2 separate regions of the Mus musculus genome follow, and region 2 is linked to region 1. A link is a contact called in public Hi-C data. All regions are on one chromosome and are shown on one strand. The core of a region is the stretch at or near the end of the contact, and the rest is flanking DNA. Distances in the headings are between cores, read along the strand shown. Region 1 overlaps Ccdc162 (coiled-coil domain containing 162). Region 2 has its middle 31 kb from the start of Gm15199.

Evidence for each region. A called contact is a pair of places that touch in the nucleus more often than the background predicts.
Region 2: a Hi-C map of the N1E-115 cell line shows a contact between it and region 1, with 3 times the contacts expected there. The contact joins two enhancer-like sites. A contact is called at or near these places in 4 of 39 promoter capture datasets (the 3T3-L1 cell line, cranial neural crest, hippocampal neurons and 1 more) and 2 of 484 Hi-C or Micro-C datasets (the N1E-115 cell line and cortical neurons).

The regions. Positions count from the first base shown.
Region 1 is chr10:41,689,114-41,694,447 of GRCm38.p6, forward strand. It overlaps Ccdc162 (coiled-coil domain containing 162), which reads right to left. Exons shown (of 48, transcript NM_001358562.1): 2 at 5,238-5,334; 3 at 1,274-1,346; 4 at 912-1,022. Among named protein-coding and RNA genes, the nearest start is that of Mir3473b, 21 kb to the left of the region's middle. Within about 2 kb of position 2,983, at least 7 of the 459 cell types and tissues checked have an H3K27ac peak or open chromatin away from gene starts, as enhancers often do. A contact at or near this core is called in the N1E-115 cell line, where this site is marked.
Region 2 is chr10:42,721,261-42,726,433 of GRCm38.p6, forward strand. No RefSeq gene overlaps it. Among named protein-coding and RNA genes, the nearest start is that of Gm15199, 31 kb to the right of the region's middle. Within about 2 kb of position 2,286, at least 25 of the 459 cell types and tissues checked have an H3K27ac peak or open chromatin away from gene starts, as enhancers often do. A contact at or near this core is called in the N1E-115 cell line, where this site is marked.

The sequences.
Region 1 (5,334 bases), core at 1,733-4,232:
AAAGAAAAGAAGGAAGAAAGACAATTATAAAGAGAAAAATTCTAAATGAACAACATTTTAACTTGCAAATAGAATCTCATTATCTTCTGTGATTAGCACTAACTACTTACTAAAGAGCTAACTTTATTTAAGAGGGGAAACAACTCATAACATGGACTACCTTAAATGATTTAATAGAAGTGAAGAATAAATCATTTAAAAACTTTAAATACTACATGATTATGCAAAGTTGAGAAGCTATATAAAAGTTCAGGGGTGTTTCATTGTCCTGCAACCTAAGCTTAGGGATTCTTCTGTCTTTGGTCAATATGATCAATATTATCAAATGTGCATACATAGTTTTAATTAATATCACAAGATGAAGTAATTCCTTTGCAAACAAAACAAAACAAAAACAACAACACTCGATGGAAGGACAATAGTCTATCAAATAGCAATCTACATTGATTTGCTTTTCTCTTGACGGTAGTAAGGCTGGCTGGTTTTCTCCCTCCCTCTCTCCTTCCCTTCTTCCCTCCTGTCTCCATCTCTCACTCTTATTACAATGTTGCAGGAATTTTAATGCAAATTATTTTCCTACTTTGAATTATTTTCTTAAGAGTGGTTTTCAGAAATAAACGTTTTTGTTTTTGTTTTTTGGCCTTTGGGAGATGGAGGTTGTTTTTTTCCTTGCAGAGTGGAAGACCGGCACAAACAGTATTTAGGCAGACCCGGTCAATCTCTCAGCCCAACAAGTTTAAGCTGAACTTAGCTGTGAGAACGAAATGATCTCTGATGAAGAAAGCATTTACACCAAGTCTGCAAATTACCCATCTCCAGAACACTTGCCCACAGGAGCTACCTAAAAGTCAGCTTGCTGATTCCTTTCTAATATACTCCAAGTATGTTTTCAGATTGCAAGATGACCCTACCTGCAACAGAAGCAGAGGAAGGTTTTCCGGTGTGTACTCTCGCCTTAGGCAGCTCTCTAGCTCCCTCTTGAGGACATCTGCCTGAATAACAAGGGGCTTGGACTCAGCCACCTAAACCCAAACAATGAATGAGTTTCAAACATCCTCAATCTACCAAATTTCAAATGTCAAAACATCCGATCTATCTAAGGATACAATGATTCGCACTTGCTTAGCTTAGCAATGAACAGGATGTGGGGCTGTTTTGTTCAAAAGTATCAGCTGTTTGCCGGGGTGGGGGTGGGGAGCTTTTCCTGCGAACTTCTTTCTCCCTTAGCTAAATCGAACTTGTTTTCCTGACTCCGCCCATGCCCCCCTCTCACCTGGAGAGTTCTCTTCAGAGCCGCTTCCCGTTCGCGTCTAAAGTGAGCGACATCCTTTGGTATTTGAACGGAGCTGCGGGGAGGTTTGTGCAACAGAAGCTGTGTTACGGGATGCTATGATAGAGCAGATAGCAGGCGGCCAGCCTGATCGCTGTGACCCTTCCCAACCTTTCCAGAAGGAATGTCACTCTGGCCCATGGTGGTGGTGGGGTATAAAGGCCACCCTCTTCTACTTTGATATACTTGATCTCTGCTAACCCTTCCCTGGCCAGTTTCTTTCTCCTCTCCAGAGTCTTTCCTCTGATTTACCCCAGTCCCCTACTCCACCCATGCGCGCGCGCGCGCACACACACACACACACACACACACACACACACACACACTTGTATTCCTTTTAGAGGGGAAATCTTGTGTCTGACACACAGTGTGCTTATTAAACCTTGTTGTCTTTTTAGTTGATATAGAACACTGACACTTTAATCACTGAAACAAAATGTTTTTATTTTTATGTTCATGGTGGGTTGTTGGAAGGTAGAAACGACATGGAACTATCAAATGGGAAATCCTTTAGGAAAACTTTAACCACACTTGCTGCCTCAGGAACACAGCTGGACCCTAGGAATCACAGAGCAGACATGGAGGATGGGCTGTTCAAGCCCAGAGAAGGGAGTCCTTCCCTAAGCTGGACAACAAGCGAGGAGTGGAGCTCGAGGACAGAAGATTAGTGCTGTCCCCATGGAGCTCAATGGGCAACGTGAGGCTTGGCAGCCCTGGGAATGCCAGAGGACAGCAGCAAAGCAGATTCCTAGCTTGCAGCCCCTGGCCAAGGAGCCACAGTGATATTTCTAAGATACACTTGAGGGAGCCAGAGGGACATAGCAGTAAGCTTACTTTGGTATTGTCCGCTTGGCCCCAAGAGTCCTGAGATAATGTTGTAAAATGCACTGGTAATGTGCTCCCTTGTTGGACAGTACTTCTGTTAAATGCTCTGTTAAGAGACTGGGGCGTAGCTCAGTGGCTAGAGCACTTGTCTTGCATGGGCAAGGCCCTGGGTTCAGTCTCCAATACTAAGGGGCGGGAACAGAAGGCAAGAAAAGGAAATACATGTTCTCACTTTGACAGTATAAGCAATAGGACTGGGACGCCACAGAAAAGATCAGCAGGGTCACTGGGCAAGGATGGCCCAAGCCAGCAAGTCCCTAGGGCCACAGAAGCCTAAACACCCACCTGGACACTTGGTGTCAGGTTTTTGAAGCTGGTATACTGGCTGGTTTTGTGTGTCAACTTGACACAGGCTGGAGTTATCACAGAGAAAGGACCCTCCCTTGAGGAAATGCCTCCATGAGATCCAGCTGTAAGGCATTTTCTCAATTAGTGATCAGGGGTGGGAGGTCCCATTGTGGGCGGTGCCATCTCTGGGCTGGTAATCTTGTTCTATAAGAGAGCAAGCTGAGCAAGCCAGGGGAAGCAAGCCAGTAAAGAACATCCCTCCGTGGCCTCTGCATCAGCTCCTGCTTCCTGCCCTGCTTGAGTTCCAGTTCCTGACTTCCTTTGGTGATCTACAGCAACGTGGAAGTGTAAGCTGAATAAACCCTTTCCTCCCCAACTTGCTTCTTGGTCATGATGTTTGTGCAGGAATAGAAACCCTGACTAAGACAGTTGGAGACAATCCATGCCTTATCTCTTCTCCTAGCCCTTGGTGGAGAGGGAGGAAAGAGGGAGGGATGGAAGGAGGGAGGAGGAAGAGCAGGAAGAAGAAGATCTTGAGAGTAAAATCAGCCATCAATGACAGGTATGTTGTCTGTTTTCTGAATCTTCATGGAGCAGAGAAGCAATGACCCACAAGACAGGGACGCAGCTATTGACAGGAAATCGCAGGAGGTTTCCCTTGCATTCTTGTCTCTCATCCTTGATGTGCTGGGAGCCAGAGCAGGCACGGGCTTGGCTGCCCAACTGTGTCTCTAGCTATGTCACTCCTCTCCTTAACCTCAATGCACCTGTGGGTGATCTAAAGGAGGCGGCAGAGCGTAAGCAGCCAGTTCACAGGAGATGCTCTTAGTTCAGCAAATGCTGCTCCTGTGATATTTGTCCACTTATCCAGAGGGCTTCATGGACATATAACTATTGCAAGGTCCAGGGCTCAGGGTGTTAAATGAGAACGTAAAATGTTTTAAAATTTAAATAAAGTAATTGATTAAAAAAAGAAGAAGAAGAAAGAAAAGATGGGCAGAGCAGATAAGGCATCTGCTATGCAAGTGTGAAGGTCTAAACTGGTCCCCAGCTAGACTCGGTGTGCACGCCTGCATCCTGGTTCTCCTAATGGGGAGATGGAGATGGGAGGGCTCAGAGGCAGCTAGCAAGGCATACACAGTAGTGGCTAAAAGACCTGTCTCAAACGGGCAGAAGGTGAGGGCTGACACTCTCGGCTGTCCCCTGACCTCCAGCCTGAACTTACACGTGCTCACACACAGCACATGGGGATTACGGAGGAAGAACAAGGAGAAGAAGGGTCATTTTCAGCTGGGTGATAAGAGAGATTTCTAAGTGATCCACCAGAGTGGGCGTTTACCACACCTAGAAAACAGCATCATTTAGATTCTTCCAGATGGCTACAGTGGAGGGTGGCTTGGGTCACGGAGAAATATAGGATCTTCCATCACTGCTCTCTCAAAGTCCCTTTAGAAACCTTCCTGTCATGTGGCACAGCCCAGAGTCCTTGTAGGGCATAAAAGTTGCGATATCAACATTATCTCTGGAATGTCATAGTTTTCAAAATAGTGTGCACTGTCCAGTGATCTTTGTGGTAGGACAGCCGCTTTTGCCTCATTTGCATATAAAGGATCAAGAGCATTGTTAACCTGCCTGGTCCCAGCATCCCTCTGCCTCACTCCTCATCCTGCATCTACCTCAGACACCAAGGAAAACATCTAGACTGCCTGTTCTTAAAATCCACTTTGGAATGAAGTCGAAATGTGTGAACATACGGTCATTCCCTGATCTCCTCCAGACACCTCTGGCCATCCACACCACACTTGCTCAAACCAGCAGGTTTCTCATCTTAACAGACATGGTTGTAAAGGCCTGGGCTGGAAAGACTCAGTGATCCAGGTCCTCTGCTCCTTTGAAGCAACTTGATGGCTATGAGCAGCAGGAATGACCTCCAAAAGGGCCCTTGACAGAACAGTGTTTCGCAGAACCCACCGCCAAATATCTAGCATTATGTCAGCTTTTAAGTGTCTTACCAAGTGTCATTGAACAAAATGAAACTTTTCATTTATATAGTAGCTTCTGAAACTTAGGAAAATGGCGTAATATTTCCCCACTTTGTTAGATAAGATGTTGCTTACAATCTATCATGACTATTCTTGACATAAAAGGCACATGCTCTATGGTATACTGCCTTAGCACCCAGATCTCATCTGTGATGGTTTGTATATTCTTGGACCAGGGAGTGGCACCATTTGGAGGTGTGGCCTTGTTGGAATAGGTGTGACCTGGTTGGAGTAGGTGTGTCACTGTGGGTATGGGCTTAATTCTCTCATCCTAGGTGCCTAGAAGTCAGTCTTCCACTAGCAGCCTTTGGATGAAGATGTAGAACTCTCAGCTCTGCCTGCACCATGCCTGCCTGGTGACTGCCATGCTCCCACCTTGATGATAATGGACTGAACCTCTGACCCTGTAAGCCAGCCCCAATTAAATGTTGTTTTTTTATAAGACTTGCCTTGGTCATGGTGTCTGTTCACAGCAGTAAAACCCTAACTAAGACATCATCTGATCTCCACAGCTAAGCAAGGCTGGGCTCCATTAGTAGCGGGGGAAAGACATTGAAAACTGTCACTGAGTGTCATTTATCTAAGCTGGACATGACGTCAACTGTTTTTGAAGCAAAAGCTCAGGGCAGAACGATCATAGGATGGGAAGGGGAGGGAAACGTCTCAGCAGCCCCACCTGACACTGAATTTACCTGAAGATCCGGTTGCCTGTTCCTGGAAAGAGTCCCTGATCTTCTACCTCAGTCTTCAATTCACTCAGCTTCACCGCCAGCTCCTTCTCCAACAGCA
Region 2 (5,173 bases), core at 1,036-3,535, 1.0 Mb after region 1:
CTCCCAGAGGCTGGGAGAAGAAGAGAACATATTGCTCCCACTTTACTAAACTGGCATGATCCCTAACTCCGTTCTAAATATTTACCTTAGACCCATACAAAGGAAAACTTCACTCCTTAAGAAACCTCTCTTTGGAATAGAAGAAGAACAGTACAGAGCCCCACAATTGGTCGGAATTCCTCCTGGAATTTCAAGGGTACACCCCAACACCTGGCCTGGAGTGTGGGTGCTGGCAATCAGTTCGGGTCCTCACGCTTGTGAGGCAAGCATTTCAGCGTTTTCTCTCCCTTTCTGTGAATGGCTTTGGTTTTTCCACTCCAATTTATGTTACTCAGTTTTGCACTGAGGAAACCAAGACTCAGGAAAGTTCAGTATCTTATCAGATACCACACTGCTAGTTGGTATTAAGGAATTAAGTCTAAGTATGGGTGGTGACATTTGTCATGCCACCAAATGCTCAAGACCCAGCACATTCGTTTTCTGCCTACAAGTGATCTTTTTTCCTTCTCTGCTTACATCAGAAACCACCATATAAACACCAGGCAGAACTGCAGGAGTGCTAATACCTCTTTATAAAAAAAAAAAGAGTGGAGTTCAAAGGCAATCTGTTTTGAAAGATCCATTAAAAGGCTTCAAGAGCTGTGAAAATACAAAGAAGATGTAGGAAAAAATACAATGTCAGTCATCAAAGAGGTGACTCCGGAGAGACACCCAATGGGATCAGGGGCTTGTTCCTTATCTTATGGATACAGAGCCTTCTGGGTAACACTGTATAGCTCCAAGTCTTCCCAGGCTCCTTTCATTTCTTGCCTTATCATAGGTATTTGAGGTTCCTAATGGGTCCTTGCAAAATCATTGATGGGAAATGGGTTGTTTTTCAAGCAGAGTAACTTTGTAATACTCTGGCGTCTTCCTGGGCACAGCCTCTTCCTCCACCATAAGAAAGCAACTTGGCCTCTCCGAGTTCCCGTAGATATGGGTGTTTGGGTCCACAAATCACATATGCATTGATCTCAGCCAGACAGGAATAGTTTATTGAGCATTTGCCCCAGGACTGATCGATCAGGGCCACAGACTAGACTTGGAAGCTAACTGTGACCATGAATGTTTCCCAGGACCAGTTTATAAAGGCAAAACCCACAATGAGCCTATATACACATGTAAGAAGTGCTGCCCAGTGGTCGGCTCCAACTCAAGCTATTTTGGCTAGCTAGATAGGATAGTTCTAATTGACCTTTATTCTGATTGGTCCTAAGTGGAGCTTATGGTTGTGGAATTTCTTAGGATTAACAAACCTCAGAACATAACAGGGTATGTGGTCAGCTTGGCCCTGCTCTGAGTCAAGCTATTTTTCTGTGTCAGTAACAAAATGGCCTGACTGGCAGGCATGGAACAAAATGGCTGCGGCTTTGCAAGGGGAACAGAGTTCAACAACGAGTTTCTCACCTTGCCCTCTAGATAGTACCACAGTGCCTGGAAAATGTGGTTTCGCTCTTGCTCAGTACATTTTATGAACATGATTTTACTTGACCCATTCTCAATGGATTTCTTCTTCATAAACTCATGGCTGTTTGGGGGCGGTTAAAGAGACGAAGCAGAGAAGCCAGAGGCAGCAGGCCAGTGGCACGTCACTCCCTCCCTTCCCGCACGGAGTGTCCACCTGTGGCAGGTAGTTGTTGTTGAGAGGAGGTCTTCAAAGAGCGTTGAGGAAATAAAGTTGGCTTTTCTTGAAATCATCTCTTTGGCAGTTCAGCCACCCAGCTTCCCACCTCTCCAGTCTGAAATGAGGACCATTAACGTCAACGTGAAGGTTTTGGTGGAGGTGGGCCGCTTCTGTCATCCTAAATGTGTTTCATAAGGCATCTGTCACCCAGTTGGAAAGAGATGGATGAGAACCCAAGAGAGATTTAAAAAAAAAAAAAAGTCAGGAAGAGGAGGCAAGTCACAGGGGGGACAGTAGTATTTTATTTCTTTTCTATGATGGACTACAAAGATTTCAGATTCATTTATACTTTTCTTTTCCTTTTCCTTTTTCTTTCTTTCTTTCTTTCTTTCTTTCTTTTTTTTTTTTTTACAGGTTCTTGCCGTGTAGCCCAGGATGCAGCAATCTTCCTGTTTCTGCCTCTCAAATGCTGGGATTTCATGAGTGGCCACTGCTCCCACTTTATTTGTGGTCCTCCCCAGAGCTGGTTGTGGCCTGAGGCGTGAGCCTCTCTGAGGAGAGTTCACTCCCAAGAGATACAGAAGCCAGACAGAAAAGATCTGCCTGACGTGGCCCAGTGACGCCAACGGCAGTTGACCTGCCGGTAGGACTCCTATTTCAGAGTGCTTATTGCCCAGCAAGCTCTCTGCTAGGTGCTTGGAAACAGATTGACTAACATAATGCAGGGATTTTGTAATCTGTCATAAAACCATAAACCACTGATCCACAGACTTTGACCCTCCACAGGTATAATAAGCTCTTTCATTTGGCCGCGCATGTTCTGCCGCTGAGGAGGGAGGAAGGGGGCCGTCTTCTAATTATATAACCTAAGCATATGTTTTGCCAGAGCACAAAGCATTATATTCATTAGCAACAATCTTTTAAGCCGGGTTCTTTTTACTCGTCTGTTAACTAATTGACAGGAAAGAATTTGTATTAATAACATAGCACAGGCAAGCATGGCTAAGTATGACAGGTTTCTTAAAATTGTAGGCAGGCTGTACAAGCCAACATGACTGTCAGCCCTTATGTTGAAATCCTGCTTATCAAAGCTCTCAGTGTGCCTGTTAAACAATAGTGCTCTGGCAGAAAATTGTTCCCCCAGGTCCAAGGCCAGGAGTCAGCGTGGCTTAGCTTGGAGGACTTCAGCTGATCTCCTGAGTGAGGATGTGATTTCTACTTGTGTTTTCTTGAAACCTTGGTGTGGCAGACCCACCAATTGCATTAACTTCCATTTAGTTAGCTTCACTGTTTCTTCCCTGTTGGAGTCCATGTTTGGACACATGGACTCCGTACTGGCTGGTTTTGTGTCAACTTGACACAAGCTAGTGTCATCAGAGAGGAAGGAGTCTCGGTTGAGGAAATGCCTTCGTGAGATGAAGCTGTAAGGCATTTTTTCAATTAGTCATCGATTCAGGAGGGCTCAGCCCATTGTGGGTGGAGCCACCCCTGTGCTGGTGGTCCTGGGTTTTATAACAAAGCAGGCTGAGCAAGCCATGGGGAGCAAGCCAGTAAGCAGCACCCTCCATGGCCTCTGCATCATCTCCTGCTCCCAGGTTCCTGCCCTGTGTGAGTTCCTGTCCTGACTTCCTTTGGTGATGAACAGCAAGCAATGTGGACGTGTAAGCTGGATAACCCCCTCCCCGCCACGCTTCCTGTCCCCCCTTAAAAAAATCTTGGTATGGTTCATTTGCTCTGGACCAAAGTATTAAGTTGGTGGACGGATGGTATTGCTCTCTCTCTCTCCCTCATATTTAATTTTTATTTTATTTCATGGGGTATAAGAAGAATTGTTTCTGCCTAGTGTGGTGACACATACCTATAATCCCAGCACTTGGGAAGTAAGTGGAAGCAGGAAGATCGGGAGTTCAAGGCCACATAACATAACATCTGGTTACATGTTATGTAACATCTGGTTACATAACAAGTTCAAAGCCAGACTGCTGTTCAAAAGGTTTTGCCTCAAGAATAAATAAATAAATAAATGAATAGATAAATAGATAGATAAATAAATCTTAACCTATTTTTCAAATTATTAGCAACTCCACCAGCTCTTGGGTAAGGAAATGGTTTGACAACTAGGAGCATGCATTGCCTTTGCTGGGTTTGGCTCCCAGCACCTATACTGGAAATCTTGACCCACAAATGCCTGTAACTCTAGTTCCAGGATTATACATTCTTCTTTGCATGTAATTTAAATACACCCACTCAGGTCCACACATGTACACATAAAATAAATAATAAAATAAAAGGCTTTAAATGTATAAAGTGGTTGGGAGCAATGGTTCAGTAAGAGCATCCACCACCCCTGGAGGACCTGAGTTTGGGTCCCAGCATCTATTCTGGGAGCCTCATAGCTACTTGTAACTCCAGCTTGAAGTCTTTAATTCCTCTGGCCTCCAAAGACAGCTACATCCACATGCACATACCCACACACAGATGCACACGTAATTAAAATGTAATAAACATGTACTGTTTTTAAATATATGAAGTGACTGAAGAGGAAGCAAAATTAAAAATCTATCATGGCAGGAGTAGTAAGCAGTGCAAGTCTTAAATACCAGCATTCCTGAGGCAGAGACAGGCTGACCTCAAAAGAGTTCAGGGGCAGCCAAGGCTTCACTGTCTCAAAAACCAAAACTAGAGAAACAAAAAAACAAGCAAGCAACTGAAAGCCATCATGCCACATTCTTTATTACAAACTCTAATCTCAGTTGATCAGGTAATACTCTTGCTTTGATCATAAGTGTTGCTGGAATCTAGCTCCTTTTTGGGTTACCTGGAGAGGTAGTTTGAATATATTTGACCCATGGAAAGTGGCCTTGTTGGAATCGATATGGCCTTGTTGGAGGAAGTGTGTCACTGTGAAGGTGGGCTTTGAGGACTCTTATGCTCAAGCTGCACACAGTGTAGAAAGGGACCCTGGTCCTGGCTTTTGTTAGATCCAGATGCAGAACTCTCAACTCCTTCTTCAGCATAATGTCTGCCTGCATGCTGCCATGCTTCCTACCATGATGATAATGGACTAAACCTCTGAAACTGTAAGCCAGCCCCAATTTAATGTTTGGCTTCTTAAGAATTGCCCTGGTCATGGTGTCTCTTCACAGCAATGAAACCCTAACTAAGACACCTGGTGTCTGTCTGCTATCTTTAATCTCATGTTCCTTCCCAGAGACCATACCAAATGCAAGATGATTATAAATATCCCATGACTAAAATCTTTCCATAGTTATCCATTTGTTTATCTGTCTATCCTTCCTTCTCTTAGTGTTTTGTGTACTATGTGGGGGTGGGAGCTGGTACTTGAACGGTTTCACCTTCTCATGCCTGTCCAGTTGGGAAGCTAGCGGGGCAAACAAGCCATGCATAGGTAAATAAGTAAACTGGAGAGTTGCCCCCTTCCTATCCTGTGTCCAAGGGTGCTGCATCCTTGGATTCAAACAGTGTGGAGTGAGAAAAACAATTTAATAA